3 separate regions of the Rattus norvegicus genome follow, and regions 1 and 2 are each linked to region 3. Evidence: chromatin contacts called from public Hi-C data. All regions are on one chromosome and are shown on one strand. The core of a region is the stretch at or near the end of the contact, and the rest is flanking DNA. Distances in the headings are between cores, read along the strand shown. Region 1 has its middle 110 kb from the start of Egln3. Region 2 has its middle 91 kb from the start of Trnaa-agc62. Region 3 holds the start of Egln3 (egl-9 family hypoxia-inducible factor 3).

Region 1 (4,670 bases), core at 94-2,593, 110 kb before region 3:
GTTTGGGAGAAGGCCTTTGTCTGTAACACTAACATCCTCAGAGAAGCAGTCTAGATTCTTGCGCGCGCGCGCGCGCGCGCACACACACACACACACACACACACACACACACACACACACACACCCTCCCCCACTCACTCCCAGATGGCCTGGGATCCCACAGAACCCCATCCCCTTTGGACATCACTTCTAGCCTGGTATGAAGTGGCATCTGGGCATCCTTAGAGGAAGTGAAGGATGTGGAACCACAGTTGGACCCCGAAACACATACCACAAGGGTTTATTTGACTTATACTTCTACATCACTGAAGGAAATCCGGATAGGAACTCAAACAGGGTTGGAACCTAGAGTTCCTAGATGAGGCAGAAACCATGCAGGGGTGTTGTTTAGTAGCTTACTTAACATGGTTTGCTCAGCCTTTCTTATAAAACCCAAGACCTCCACCCCAAGGGTGGTCCGACCCACAGTGGAATGGGCCCTCCCCCATCAATCACTGAATAAGAAAATGGCCTACAGTTAGACTTTATGGAAGCATTTTCTCGATTGAGATTCCCTCTTCCTCAGTGACCCTAGCTTGTGTCAAGACGACATAAAACTAGCCAACACACATGGGTTTCTCTCACAGTGGAAAATGTGAGGATAAAAGGAAGCAGGCAGGATGACATGCCTCCTAGAGTGGCTCATACTTTGCCAATGTGTAGCCACCTCCATTACTGTATGGATTGGGGATCCATCCAGGGCCAAAGAATTGAGAAGCACAACAACAACAATAAAACTTTAAAAGAGCTTGGGTGGGGAGCCAGGTGTGGTGGTGCACGGTAAAGCCTAGTAAAGACAGGCGAACCTCTGAGAGTTCAGGGTCAGCCTGGTCTACAAAGCGAGCTTCAGGACAGCCAGGACTACACAGAGAGATTTTGTCTTGAAAAAAAAAGGGAGGGGGGAGTCTTAGCCAAGTTCACCCAAACGAACTAAGACTAGCACTCTGCCTTCCAAAGAGCATAAGACGAAGGTCTAGGACATTGCCCAGAAAGGCAATGTGAGAAGATGTGCAGGTCGACACAGGATAAGTAAAAATAAGGCAGCCCAAGTTGCTCTGGATCTGACTCCAGATAAACACCCACAGAATGGTGCCTAGGGGTGGTGGGGCAGGGGCTGAAAACAGGTGCCGGTAGCAGAGGTGGGGCCACACCGGCTTGGGATAGGAACAACCACTAACGTAAAAATAACCATAAAGACGACTCCACCCCCACCCAATTGCAAACTCAGCAATTCGCCAGTGTCCTTTAAAAACAACCCTACTTCCATAAGCCTTCAAGAGCCATTAATAGAAACTGATAGTTGGACTCTAATCTCTTTTGTGCCACTTGGGGGCAACACCTTCATGTTTGATTTATTGAGACTCTCACCTCTGTTTGCCTTCTGAAAGACAGAAGTTGCTAATCTGAAAGCTTTCTTCTCTTCCGTAAGTGGCTACAGAAAATTCCCAACCTGCTAACTACAGAGAGGCCTGAACCTTTTTTTATGTATTTATTTATTTAAAAGTCAAATCGTTTCACCCTCTCCTCCAGACCAGGCAAGGTGAATGTCAGCTACAAAGACTGGCTTCTAGAAAGTCCCCCACAGGTCGGAAAGGGATTTCTGAGCTGTTCTCAGCTCAAGGCTGAGGCCACAGGCTGAAGGACCCATAGAGACTGTCAGCAGCAGGGTTAGCATATGCTAATCTAAGATATGCAGTGCTCAGGGAGTACCAGGGCCTTTAGGAGGAGGAAACACCAGTCAATTACTCCTGAGACATCAAGAGTAGGTGTGCAGGGTAGCAGCCACCGTGAAATAGCCAGAGACCTAGTGGGTAACCAGCAACAACAAGCCAGGGCTCCAGACATATGAGACTCAGGAGTCCAGATGCAAGGGACACACGTTCTAGCTACCTATGGGGCTGGTTCTAGGCCTGGGCCCTTTGCAAGTAATCATAGACATTGGTCTCCTGATTACCAAAGCCTCATATCTCTTCACTTCCTTGCCACAAATGGAGCTAATTATCTTTTACCTAAAACAAGCCTTGGCCTTTCTTTGAGCCCTTCATCAAAGAGGGACACTGCCAACACAGACCAATGAGGAATCTCACACCACAGTGACAACTCTGTCCCTCCCCATTTGCACCAATTGGTCCTAGCTCTCCTCCCATAGACCCTCCCACTGCCAAGGCCAAGCCCTCGCCATCCCTGTCACTAAAGCAATAGCTTGCTACTTGGTTCCCCATTCTGGTGATCCCCCAAACCATCCACATTGCCATCAAAAAGTTCATTCTGGGTTTATATCCTCTCCTACTTCCTAAACTTGAACACAGCAAAGCATAAAGCACCTGGCACAGATCTGAGGGTTTTGTGAACTGTTCCCATGTTCTATGTGTTCCCCCAGGAACTACTGTCCACTAGACCCTTCCACTGCCCTTCTTAGAGCGTAATTCCTTCTCATCTGTATGCTTATTGTTCGAAGGCTGCAGGCTTCCCCTATACTGCTCACTACATGGTGGGATAGCTGTTAGCCTCCCGGTCATTGCCTCTGTAAACAGCAGAAACAGGTTGTCTTCTTATATGCCCCTTAGCTACTATGAGTGGTACCTACTCAGTCATGGCTGCATCAATTCAGACAAGACCCAGGAATCGAAGGTGACAGAGAAGCTGAGGCACAACTGACTGGGCTGGAGTTTATTTGATGCGTGTTCTACAATATTGCAAATGAAATATCTCTTACATAATACTGTAAATGACCATAGGGAGTAAGTAAGGATGCAGAGGTAAATTCCACTTACTTTTGCTTACTCTTTCCAGAGAATGAATGCAGCCTGCCTGCAAGCTAAGTGAAGGAGCTACAACATGTGGTTTGTGCCACATGACCTTGCCCTCTTAGTGATAGCTGATTAGACCAAAAATAAATAAATAAATAAATAAATAAATAAAAATAAAAGAAAAAATTAAAATCTGGAGATTATGGCTCAAAAATCTAAAGAATGTATGAAATCAAGGCAAATGTTAGATTTATATCAAATCACAGCTACAGGTAAGAAAAGACAAATACTGGGTCTGGGGAGATGACTCAGTCACATAAGCATGAGGATCAGAGTTCAAACCTCACCCACTGTACTGACTGGTTTTGTATATCAACTTAAGCTGGAGTTATCAGAGAGAAAGGAGCCTCCCTTGAGGAAATGCCTCCATGAGATCCAGCTGTAAGGCATTTTCTCAACTAGTGATCAAGGGTGGTAGGACCCAGCCCATTGTGGGTGGTGCCGTCCCTGGGCTGGTAGTCCTGGATTCTATAAGAGAGCAAGCTGAGCAAATCAGGGGAAGCAAGTCAGTAAGTAACATCCCTCCATGGCCTCTGCATCAGCTCCTGCTTCCTGACCTGCTTGAGTTCCAGTCCTGACTTCCTTTGGTGATGAACAGCAATGTGGAAGTGTAAGCTGAATAAACGCTTTCCTCCCCAGCTTGCTTCTTGGTCATGATTTTTGTGTAGGAATAGAAACCCTGACTAAGACAGCCACATAATAAACCAAGTATGGTGGCATGCATCTATAATCCTAGCCCTGGGGAGGCACAGACAGAAAGATCCCTGGGGATCAGTACCACCTGCCTGGTCTAAATAGTAAACCAGATCCCAAAGGGAGCTCCTATCTGTTAAACAGTGTGGATGGCTCCTGAGGAATGACATCTGAGGTTGGCCTATGACCTCTACATGTATTCACACACAAGTGCACTTGTGTCTATACACACAAGAAAAATAGCATACAATAAGATGTTAATGATGCATCACAACTAACACGTTTAGGACTTTCTACTTGCCATATGCCATGCTGTTACCTGATTTCCTCTTTACAACAAATCTGTGAAATATCAGCCTCAGAGTCTTCCTCCCCCACCCTGATTGGAATCTGATTTAGAGCTGGCTTCATTTGCATACACCACAGACACTGACTAGCACCATTACAGCCCCACTGTATAGAAGGGAACCAGAACTCTCCAATTCATATCCCAAACAGAGGGTTGATAGCCAGACTCTGTGTCTCCAGAACATAAGCTCTTAACGTTTCATTAGTATCTATAGCTTGGGTTTCCAGTAAGCGCGTATGTATGTATGTATGTATGTATGTATGTATGTATGTATGTATTTATTATTTATTTAGCAATTTCTGTATCCTTAACTGGAGATCGTTTGTGAGCCACCTCTCTGTTGCTGTTTTCAGAATGAAATGAAGGAAGAACTAGTCCGGTCGTGGGAGCAGGTGATGAAGTGCCTGCCATCGTAGGGACAAACTGGGAACCCTGCAAAAGCCAGTTGAAATGGAGCGCTTGATATCATCCTGTGGTTATGGGTGAATCTGCAAAGCTGCATGAGGGGCTGAGTAGTGGGGATGGATTGACCTGGGAAAAAAAACAGTAGAACCAGGCCCTGTGTCCCCAGCATATAGAGGGAGTTGGACAGAGAAGAATGGAGGAGCCACACACTTGTGTCCCCTTCCTGAAGCTACCCCAACATCGTGGGGCACTAAACCCTGGGCGCGGTCATCCTACAGTGGTATCATTGGGTAGGTAGACTGCCGTTTTCCTTGGGTGAGAAGATGGACAGTGCTTCTAAGGAAACTAACACTGGAAACTGCACCTGTTAGACA
Region 2 (4,439 bases), core at 224-2,723, 110 kb after region 3:
AATTTCCACCGCCTTCACTTGTGGTTTTCTTTTCTTTGTTTGGGGTTTTGTTGATGGTTTTGTTTGTTTGTTTGTTTGTTGTTTGGTTGGTTGGTTGGTTGGTTGGTTGGTTGGTTGGTTTTGTTTTGGAGACAGGTTTCTCTGTTATAGCCCTGGCTGTTCTGGAATTCCAATGTAGACTAGGCTGCCCTTGAACTCAGAGATCTGCCTGCCTCTGCCTCTGGAGTGCTCGGATTAAAGCTGTGAGCTGCCACCCACTGTCACAACCCAACATTCATTTCAGAATTTTTGTTTGCTTGTTTGTCTCTACTGGTTTCATATAAACTGTGGTCTCCATGGTTTCCCATGATGAACAAAGAGCAAAGCAGGCTTTCCTGAAGGAAGCGATGACTGGCATTCTCCCTACCGAGATATCCTAGACAAGGAAAAGAATATTCCATCTCATGTCCATGGCCACGGAGGCGACAGAAACGCCATTTGCAGCCTTACTGAGGCCCCAGACAAGTGCGGTATTGGAAGGTGCCACTCAGGGGCCTTAGGCTCTCCTGTTTCTGTTACAAGTTCAGGGATCACTGATGGACTTAGAGATGAAAGTCAGTGTTCCCCACCATACCCAAAGACCTACCTAGTCCCCCTGCAAACACTATTGTCCCTTTAATTGTACCAGAAAGGGCAGCACTAAAGAAAGAGTGGGGTGATTTGACACAATTAGAATCCCCACTCTGCTTTGGCAGAGTGGGAAGGCTGTTGAGACTAGGACTCTGGTAGCCAGCTTGTGCTGGCCTTGAACTGGCTACTTAGCCATGGTGGTAGCTAAGAATGACCTTGACTTCTGATGCTTCTGATTCAGGCCTGCACCAATACACTTGGCTTCCCCTTTCTCTGTCACTTGACTTTCCACTGATACAGGAGAATGGGGCTTGTTGTTAAAGAAGGTTATATTAATGTCAAGAGCTCTGTCCTCTGCTGGGTGGGGGAGTTCTCTTTTCTGTCAATTGACAAAACTTTGAACAAGGGCGGATCTTGAGCTCCTCACAGTAAATGGACGGAGGAAGCCTGTCCTTTTTACAGCATTGGGTTGCTTAGAGACCGAGAGATTTTGAAAGCAACAAAAACCTACAGTAATTCTGAAGCATCTTCACTTAGATAAGAGGCTATAAAAGAAAGAAACCAGGGGCAAGTTCAGTGGCTTCTGTGGACTCCCAAGAGACCAAGAAGAGGCTCGAGGGACATGCAAAGTACAGAAACCCGACTGCTCCTGCCTAGCTGTCACCTGGGACCAAAGATCAGCTCCCACTGTGAAGCCATCCACAGGGCTATTAGGGTGGGGCTGCACCAAGGCCAGGGTTAAGTCCCTCGGGGTGAGCTGCGGGCAGGTAGCCAGGCACAAGGCACGACTCAGTCCTGGTCCCGCCCGGCCCAGCCCGCCACCAAGGCTCACGTAGCGAAAGCGTGAGTCAGCGCCATCCTCACCGTGAACCCTGCCCACCTCCCGAGAGGGGACCGCCTAGCCTAGCCTGCCTGCAGGTTCCACACGTCCAGAGGGATCCCCAGCCCCAAGACACTACGTGGGTTCGTCTTCACAGAAAGAGAGGCAGGAGGATAAGGGCAGAGATGAGCCTGAGGGATAGTTTTCCTCAGCGTGATCTTGACTTTCTCCTGGCCCCTGATGTTTCCTTTGTACAGCACGCAGCCTGGGCTGGCTAGCTCCGTGACAGGGATACCGGGAGAGGGAGGGGATGATGTAGGGGTCAAGACCCAGGGAGCCTGGTTGTTGATTGGGGTAACTTTGGAAAGGGGGCGGGGAGCCCCTTATCAACCGCACCTCCCTTCGTGTGGGGAATGGTTTGCATTTCCAGTAACTTGCACCTGTTTAGTTCTAACCACCAACTTTATAAAAGGAAATTGCCTACGTGCCTGACGGCTGAAAGACAGAATTAGAAGCACTCTTCGCCGCTGAAAGTGTGAATGCAACAGTTAGGTTCTGAACCTACAGGGTTGAAAGTCTGGGTCTCCCGAGGGCACAAAAGAATGTCAAACCTCCTTTACTCTTCCAAGTACTTCTCCCCAAGTTAGGGCACATTATAGAAGGGCTTTTTTCTTTAGACACTTGGTTTTGTTTTGTCTTGTTTTCCTTTTTTTTTGTTTTTGTTTTTTGATTTTTTGGGGTTTTTTTTCTTTATACACTTGTGATGTGCAAATTTCACTCCCTTTTCTTTCTTTCTCTTGTTGTTTTATTTGTTTGTTTGTTTATTGTTTAGTTTGTTGAGTTTAAGACAGGGCCTCTCTACATAGCCCTGGCTGTCCTGGAACTCACTATGCCGATCAGGCTGGCCTTGAATTCATAAAGATCCATCTGCCTCTGACTTCTGGGTGCCAGGATTAAAGATGTGCACCATCACTCCTGGGCTAATGTCACTTCTTTTCTTTTCTTTCCTATATCTATTTGTGTGTACACACACACACACACACACACACACACACACACACACACACACGGAGTGGCTCGGCTGTCTTGTGGAGGTGAGAGGACAACTCCTAGACACAATCGTCTCCTTCTATTCTTGGTATTGAACTCAGGTCTTACATTTGGCAGTAAATAGCTGAACCATCTCACCAGCCCAAAACGCTACTTTTTCAAAACCTGTGAGAGAAGCAGAGGTATCAGAGACAGAAAATGCTTTTAGAGGGAAAGAAATATAGGGAGGAGGGGAAAGAGAGAAGGGACATGGAATAAAAAGCAAAGTGGTTAACAGCAATATGGACCCCAGAGTGAAAGCACTGTCTGGGTGCAGGTAATGCAAAAAGAAGGACCCCAAGGTCCCAGCTTCAGAGTTCGTGGCTGAGTGCAGCCGCTAAGCACATTGAGTTAAACATAAGGTAGGCTTAGGCTCAGCACCCAGTGGCTGGACTGTCCAGATTCTATGTGACCTTAGCCAATAGACGACCAGCATTTCTATTTTCCCCTTTCAAAAAACACGAGTGGTGAAATCAGTGTTTATGTTTTAGGACTCGTCAGACACCTAAGTCTTTGTATATCAACACAAGCAAAGCACCAGAAAAAAAAAAGTGGCCAGTAGACATTTGATAAATATTGTTACAAGCATGAATACAGGACATGAAGGCACAAGCCATCAGACACAGCAGAGCAGGCTCAGTCACATGTGGATAACAGCTCCCCTGGGCTCTACGGGGCTGGGAATCCTGGGGAGACGTGTGGCTGGCTTAGTACTGTTCCTAATAGCAAAATAACAGACATTCAAATGCACCCGTGTCTAAGTTGTATATGGGATAGGCATTCACCATTACAGCTCTTACAAGAACTAACTTGTAACTAATTTCTGGCTGGTGGTCCTGGGTTCTGTTTATGTGGATACAGTGTTTCCAAAAATACATTGAATAAAACAGCAAGATGCAAAGTGACATATGTAAGATGATATCATCTCAGAAAAGATGATACAGACAGGAAGAGTTCATATATTTTGCATATGTGAATATTTTTAATACTGAGAGAATGCACACTTACTTATAGCTATTTCTGAATGGAGAAAGAGGTAGTACATGTGTCATGATGTCCTGACAACTTAGCTTTCTTCCCCACTCCAACAATCACTTCACAGAATGTACTTGCATATTGGGTAGCTCGTTCTGTTTTAAGGCACAGATCAATCCTAGGAGCAAGCATGTCAACATTGGCTAACTGTGGGCTGCAGGAATATGAGTAATCATTATGTTTTCATTTAGACTTTTCTGCATATTCAAGTTAAAAATAATTATACTTCCAAGGGTAAGCGCTATGGCAAATGCATAAGGGTGTAGGCCTGGAGCACAGGCCTCGAGTGAGGCACTCACGGTACTGAAAATTGTGTGAGCTACTGTGTTGTGCACTGACAAAATGGTGCCACAGGAAATGAAAAGTGGAGCAGCCCATAGCTGGGATGCCCACAGCTCTCCGGCCTCTGCTGGGAACACTTCTTGGGGTATTGTTCCCCCTGAGAGTCAATCGAGTGAACAAAATCTCCACTCTGGGGTCATGTAAAATTAAACTTAGGATGTTGTACTGGCTGGTTTTGTGTGTCAACTTGGCACAAGCTAGAGTTATCATGGAGAAAGGAGCCTCTGTCGAGGAAATGCCTCCATGAGACCCAGCTGTAAGGCATTTTCTCAATTAGTGATCCAGGGGAGAAGACCTAGCCCATTGTGGGTGGTGCCATCCCTGGGCTGGTGGTCTTGGGTTCTACGAGAGAACAAGCTGAGCAAGGCAGGAGAAGCAAGTCAGTAAGTAACATCCCTCCATGGCCTCTGTATTAGCTCCTGCTTCCTGACCCACTTGAGTTCCAGTCCTGACTTTCTTTGGTGTTGAACAGCAATGTGGAAGTGTAAGCTGAATAAACCCTTTCCTCCCCTACTTGCTTTTTAGTCATGATGTTTGTGCAGGA
Region 3 (4,078 bases), core at 560-3,059:
TCTGAGAGTCCCTTGACCAGCAACAACAGATGGGCAAAGTTCTCTGAATTGCTCCTGGAGAGAGGGTTTGACTATCCTTATTGGAAGACATGGTCAGGAGAGAGACTAACCCAAAGAAACGTTACATGCACCGTCTCAACTCCTCCACCTCCTACTGGCCTACCTGCCAATCTACCTGTAAATGTTTTCAAGATAAATCATCACCATCCACTGCCGCATTACTGGCTACGTGAGCAAAAGCAAGCTTTCTACCCAGAGGTACTTCTCCACTCTCTTCATGAACCTTATCAGATTGTCTGAGTGGACTTTGCCATGAGTTTATAGGAAAAGGCGATGCGTGGGGCTCGGCACAGGAGAGAATTTTCACTAGGGCAGAGGAGTCTAAGAATTCTGGGCCCCGGGGCTCAAAGGCTGCGCGCAAAAGTGGAGTCTTACTTAACCTTTTCGCATTAAACTCTTCCCTTCCACCCTACCTAACTCTACAAGCCAACTGACACAAGGCAAAAATTACACTTGCCTCTAGTAGAGTTAAGAGTGCCTCTGTGAGCTACTGTGGAGGGCAGTACCGGAGGGCTTTAAAGCAGGCACTTCAGATCATGGACACGCGTGTCGCAGTGTTTGGAATATCTTTTCCCTCCACCAGCCAGTAGTCCTTGAGGTCATCACCAAAACCAGAGCAATTCTTTCAGAGTCAGCAGAAGCTCATCATCACGAGACACCTGAGCCCCTTAACGTGGACTTTTGCTTAAGGAGTTAGGCCGGGAGGTGGAGGGGACGCAAGTAAGGCAGATAAGGCAAGCTGACTTCTTGGTTAAAAATCAAAGTTCGATGCAGCCCAGCCAAGGTGACACAACACTCCGAACGAAGGCTTCCCGTCCCCTGCGGCGCAGCTGCGGCTGGGCACACGCACGCATCCTACCTTGGACCGCTCCTTGACATAGTATTTGCCCAGGCGGCTCCCGCAGTACAGGACCAGCCTGTCGATGAGGGACAGGAGGAAGTTGATGGCCTCGCAGCCCTCCTCGTTGCCCCCGATCCACGTGATCTGGTCGCCTCGCAGGTGCCGCTTGGAGACGCCGGCGCGGGGCCCCGCCAGCTGGCCGTCACGCAGGGCCCCGTTGTAATGCAGCTGCTTGACTCGCTCCAGTACGCAGTCGCCCACCACCTCGCCTAGGAAGTTGTCCAGGTAGCAGAAGCCGACCTCGTGCAGACAGGGCACGATGTACTCCAGGGCGATCTTCTCCAGATCCAGCCTCATGATGTGTCCCAGAGGCATCTCGCTCACAGAGCCGAGGCGGGGGACCCCCAGGGTGCACGCACCGAGGGCTTGCCCAGAGCGAACGCACAGCGGAGATGCAGAGAGCCGGGCCGGGGGCTCTACCACCTGCGGCAGCCACGGTCCCCGAGCCACTTTAGCTGCAAAGGCGGGGAAAGTTGCTTGAAACTCTGAAGAGAAGGGAGTCCCGCTCTGAGACCGGCAGGAGTAGTGTAGAGTTCTGCCACCCAGCGCCGGACTGGCCCAGTGAGAAGTCGGAGGGCCCCTTTTGGAGATGCGGAGCCACCGCCGCGGCGGCCGCAGCCCGGGGAGGAACGAGAGGAAGCCCCGCCTTGACCTCAACGTCATGGTCCCGCCCCCGGGACTGCCCTCCTCCTGGCCCTTCCCCTTGAGCTGGTGCTGCAGAGCATCTGGGCGAGCTCCACATTAGCTAACCTGTGTGTGACCGGAGAAAGGACTGGATTTTTTTTTCAATGCTCTCTGTTTGCATATTGATTTGCATTAAATCCCCTAACAAACTTGAAAACCTGGATCTCAAGTCTGAGATTCACATGAACAGTTTTTTGCCACTTTCTGGGCTAGTCACCTCTCTGGTGACTTTATTTCTTAAACATTGAGGTCTAAGACCTATCTGATGTCTTTCCTTCCTCTCCTTTCCTCTTCTGTTTTAACCAAAACTGACTGATCCATTAACAAACAATCCCCTTGACCTTCTCCCACCCGGTGTGCCAGGCTGGTGTGTATCTCTGAGGAGGGGGTGGAGGACAGGGAGATAGGGAGGCACTCCGGGAAGGGACAGTGTTGCCAAATTCTGCAGACTTTTGTATTTCGCCCTGTGGGAGATGTTCATACTCAAGTTTTTTACTAAAAGGTTCTGAAATTCTCCCTCAAAATCAATCGTGTGCTCCCCAAAAGAAACACTGTTCCAGGTCTCTCTGGCTTTTACCACAGCAACTGGACTTGTAAGGGAGCACTAGACTCTATGTAAAAGGCTTAAATATCTACCTGTAAGCTGGTGTCTACACAGATTTCTTATGCCCTTTCCTTCCAAGTGAGAGAGAGGGAGAGAGAGAGAGAGAGAGAGAGAGAGAGAGAGAGAGAGAGAGAAAGAGAAGAAGAGGAGGAGGAGGGAGGGAGTCAGTTCACATCTTTACACATTTGGATTTTCATTTAAGTCAAAAGAAAAACTAAACGGGTCTTTCGAGCATCATTTATTATGGACAGCCTTTTTTGGTTTTATTCTCTTCCCCAAAACAATGGCCCCTCTGCTGACAGACTGGGAAGAAGCCTCTATTGTAGTTGGTGAGGACAAACAGGTCCTTGGGGAGTGGCAGTCAACCATGGAGGGTGTAAGAAGCTTTGAAGAAACCTAGCTAGCTCTATGGAGAACAGGGGCCCTGTCTGTGCTCAGCTGGCCTCTTCCAGGAGGAGGTGTCTTTCCTTCGGGTAAAGGCTCAAATTGCCCTAACTTCAAGAAACTGTCCAAAAGCCCACAGCAGCACTAGGATGATAGAAACCAGTGTCCTTGGAACATTGATGCCAGCACATGATAGATGGTTGGAAAATAGTTTCCTGAGACACTGATATCTGAACCTAGGCCCCGCAAACACCGTCTGGGATTTTAGACAGGAAGCCAGCAGGACAGGACCCTTTGCAAGAGGTACTGAGGAGCCTCCCAGGGTATCTATTCACTGGGACAGTATCGAGCAGAGGTCTAAGACCTCAACGGCCACTGGAGGGGGACAGTGAGAACTTCTGCAGGACAGCTCTCTTAGTCCCATGTCAGTAGTGGCAAACAAAGCCAAGGCTGGAGAGTAATTTATCTTCATTGGGAAGAGAATGGAAATGAGTTCCAAAGAATGAAAGGCCGTTTCCCTACTGTTATCTGAACCCCCATGTCTCTGGGAGCCACTCTGACCCTCTTGAAATCTATCTGCAGGGACACCTTGGGATAGGCAGCTGTGGAAATATTAACTTAATATTTAAATAATATTTCCATAATTTTAGAGCACAGTGGCTTCTAGTGTAGTCACAGCTAGAACTACTGTTCTTTCAAGCCTGATGCTGTTCTTGATGACTTTAGATCCAAAACTTGTGCCGATTAGGAAGGGAGTCTATCCTGTAGCACCATCCCTACCTGAAGGGCATTTACTAATCAACCACAGACCTGCCACTCAACTCAGGGTTGCCAGCACTGAGTGTGGTAGGGAAGTCAGACATACTGTGGCTGGTAGAAACCAAAGTTCATGATTATATAGAGGGCACAGACAGGCTCTGAGGCTGAGCACCAGAAGGGAAAAATCCAAGTTTTGTCTACTTATTTCAGATATTTGTCCATTAACCCGAGTCACTTTAGGATGAATATTAGTCAGCTTTTCATTGATCTCACATTGTACCTGAAACAGTCATTGTGGTGGTTTGACTAGCAATCAGGAGGTATGGCCTTGGCAGAGTGTGTTGTGGGAGAGAGCAGGCTTGAGATCTCAGAAACTCAAGCCCCAGCCAGGGGTGCACAGCCATTTCCTGCTGCCTTTGGATCAAGATATAGAACTCAGCTTCTCCAGGACCATATCGACCTGCATGTGGCCATGCTTCTGGCGATGAAAAGGATGGACTAGATCTCTCAAACTGCAAGCCAGCCTCAGTTAAATGATAAGTGAAATGTAGGTGATTCCTTACTGAGACTCCCTTCCCAGATGATTCTAGATTGTGTCAAGTCGGCAAAACTCACCATCACACGATTTCAAAGTGAAAATTTCGGCATTGTTTAGTACATCCACAGCATGTTACAATCACCATCTC

Evidence for each region. A called contact is a pair of places that touch in the nucleus more often than the background predicts.
Region 1: a Hi-C map of the A7r5 cell line shows a contact between it and region 3, with 4 times the contacts expected there. The contact joins the enhancer-like site here to the promoter of Egln3 in region 3. A contact is called at or near these places in 5 of 12 Hi-C or Micro-C datasets (the A7r5 cell line, Schwann cells, kidney and 2 more).
Region 2: a Hi-C map of mammary epithelial cells shows a contact between it and region 3, with 2.2 times the contacts expected there. The contact joins the enhancer-like site here to the promoter of Egln3 in region 3. A contact is called at or near these places in 3 of 12 Hi-C or Micro-C datasets (the A7r5 cell line, frontal cortex and mammary epithelial cells).

What each region holds. Positions count from the first base shown.
Region 1 is chr6:77,303,163-77,307,832 of GRCr8, forward strand. No RefSeq gene overlaps it. Among named protein-coding and RNA genes, the nearest start is that of Egln3, 110 kb to the right of the region's middle. Within about 2 kb of position 1,344, at least 2 of the 93 cell types and tissues checked have an H3K27ac peak or open chromatin away from gene starts, as enhancers often do.
Region 2 is chr6:77,518,773-77,523,211 of GRCr8, forward strand. No RefSeq gene overlaps it. Among named protein-coding and RNA genes, the nearest start is that of Trnaa-agc62, 91 kb to the left of the region's middle. Within about 2 kb of position 1,474, at least 16 of the 93 cell types and tissues checked have an H3K27ac peak or open chromatin away from gene starts, as enhancers often do.
Region 3 is chr6:77,409,206-77,413,283 of GRCr8, forward strand. Egln3 (egl-9 family hypoxia-inducible factor 3) reads right to left here and starts at 1,810. Exons shown (of 5, transcript NM_019371.2): 1 at 920-1,810. The coding sequence starts at 1,624.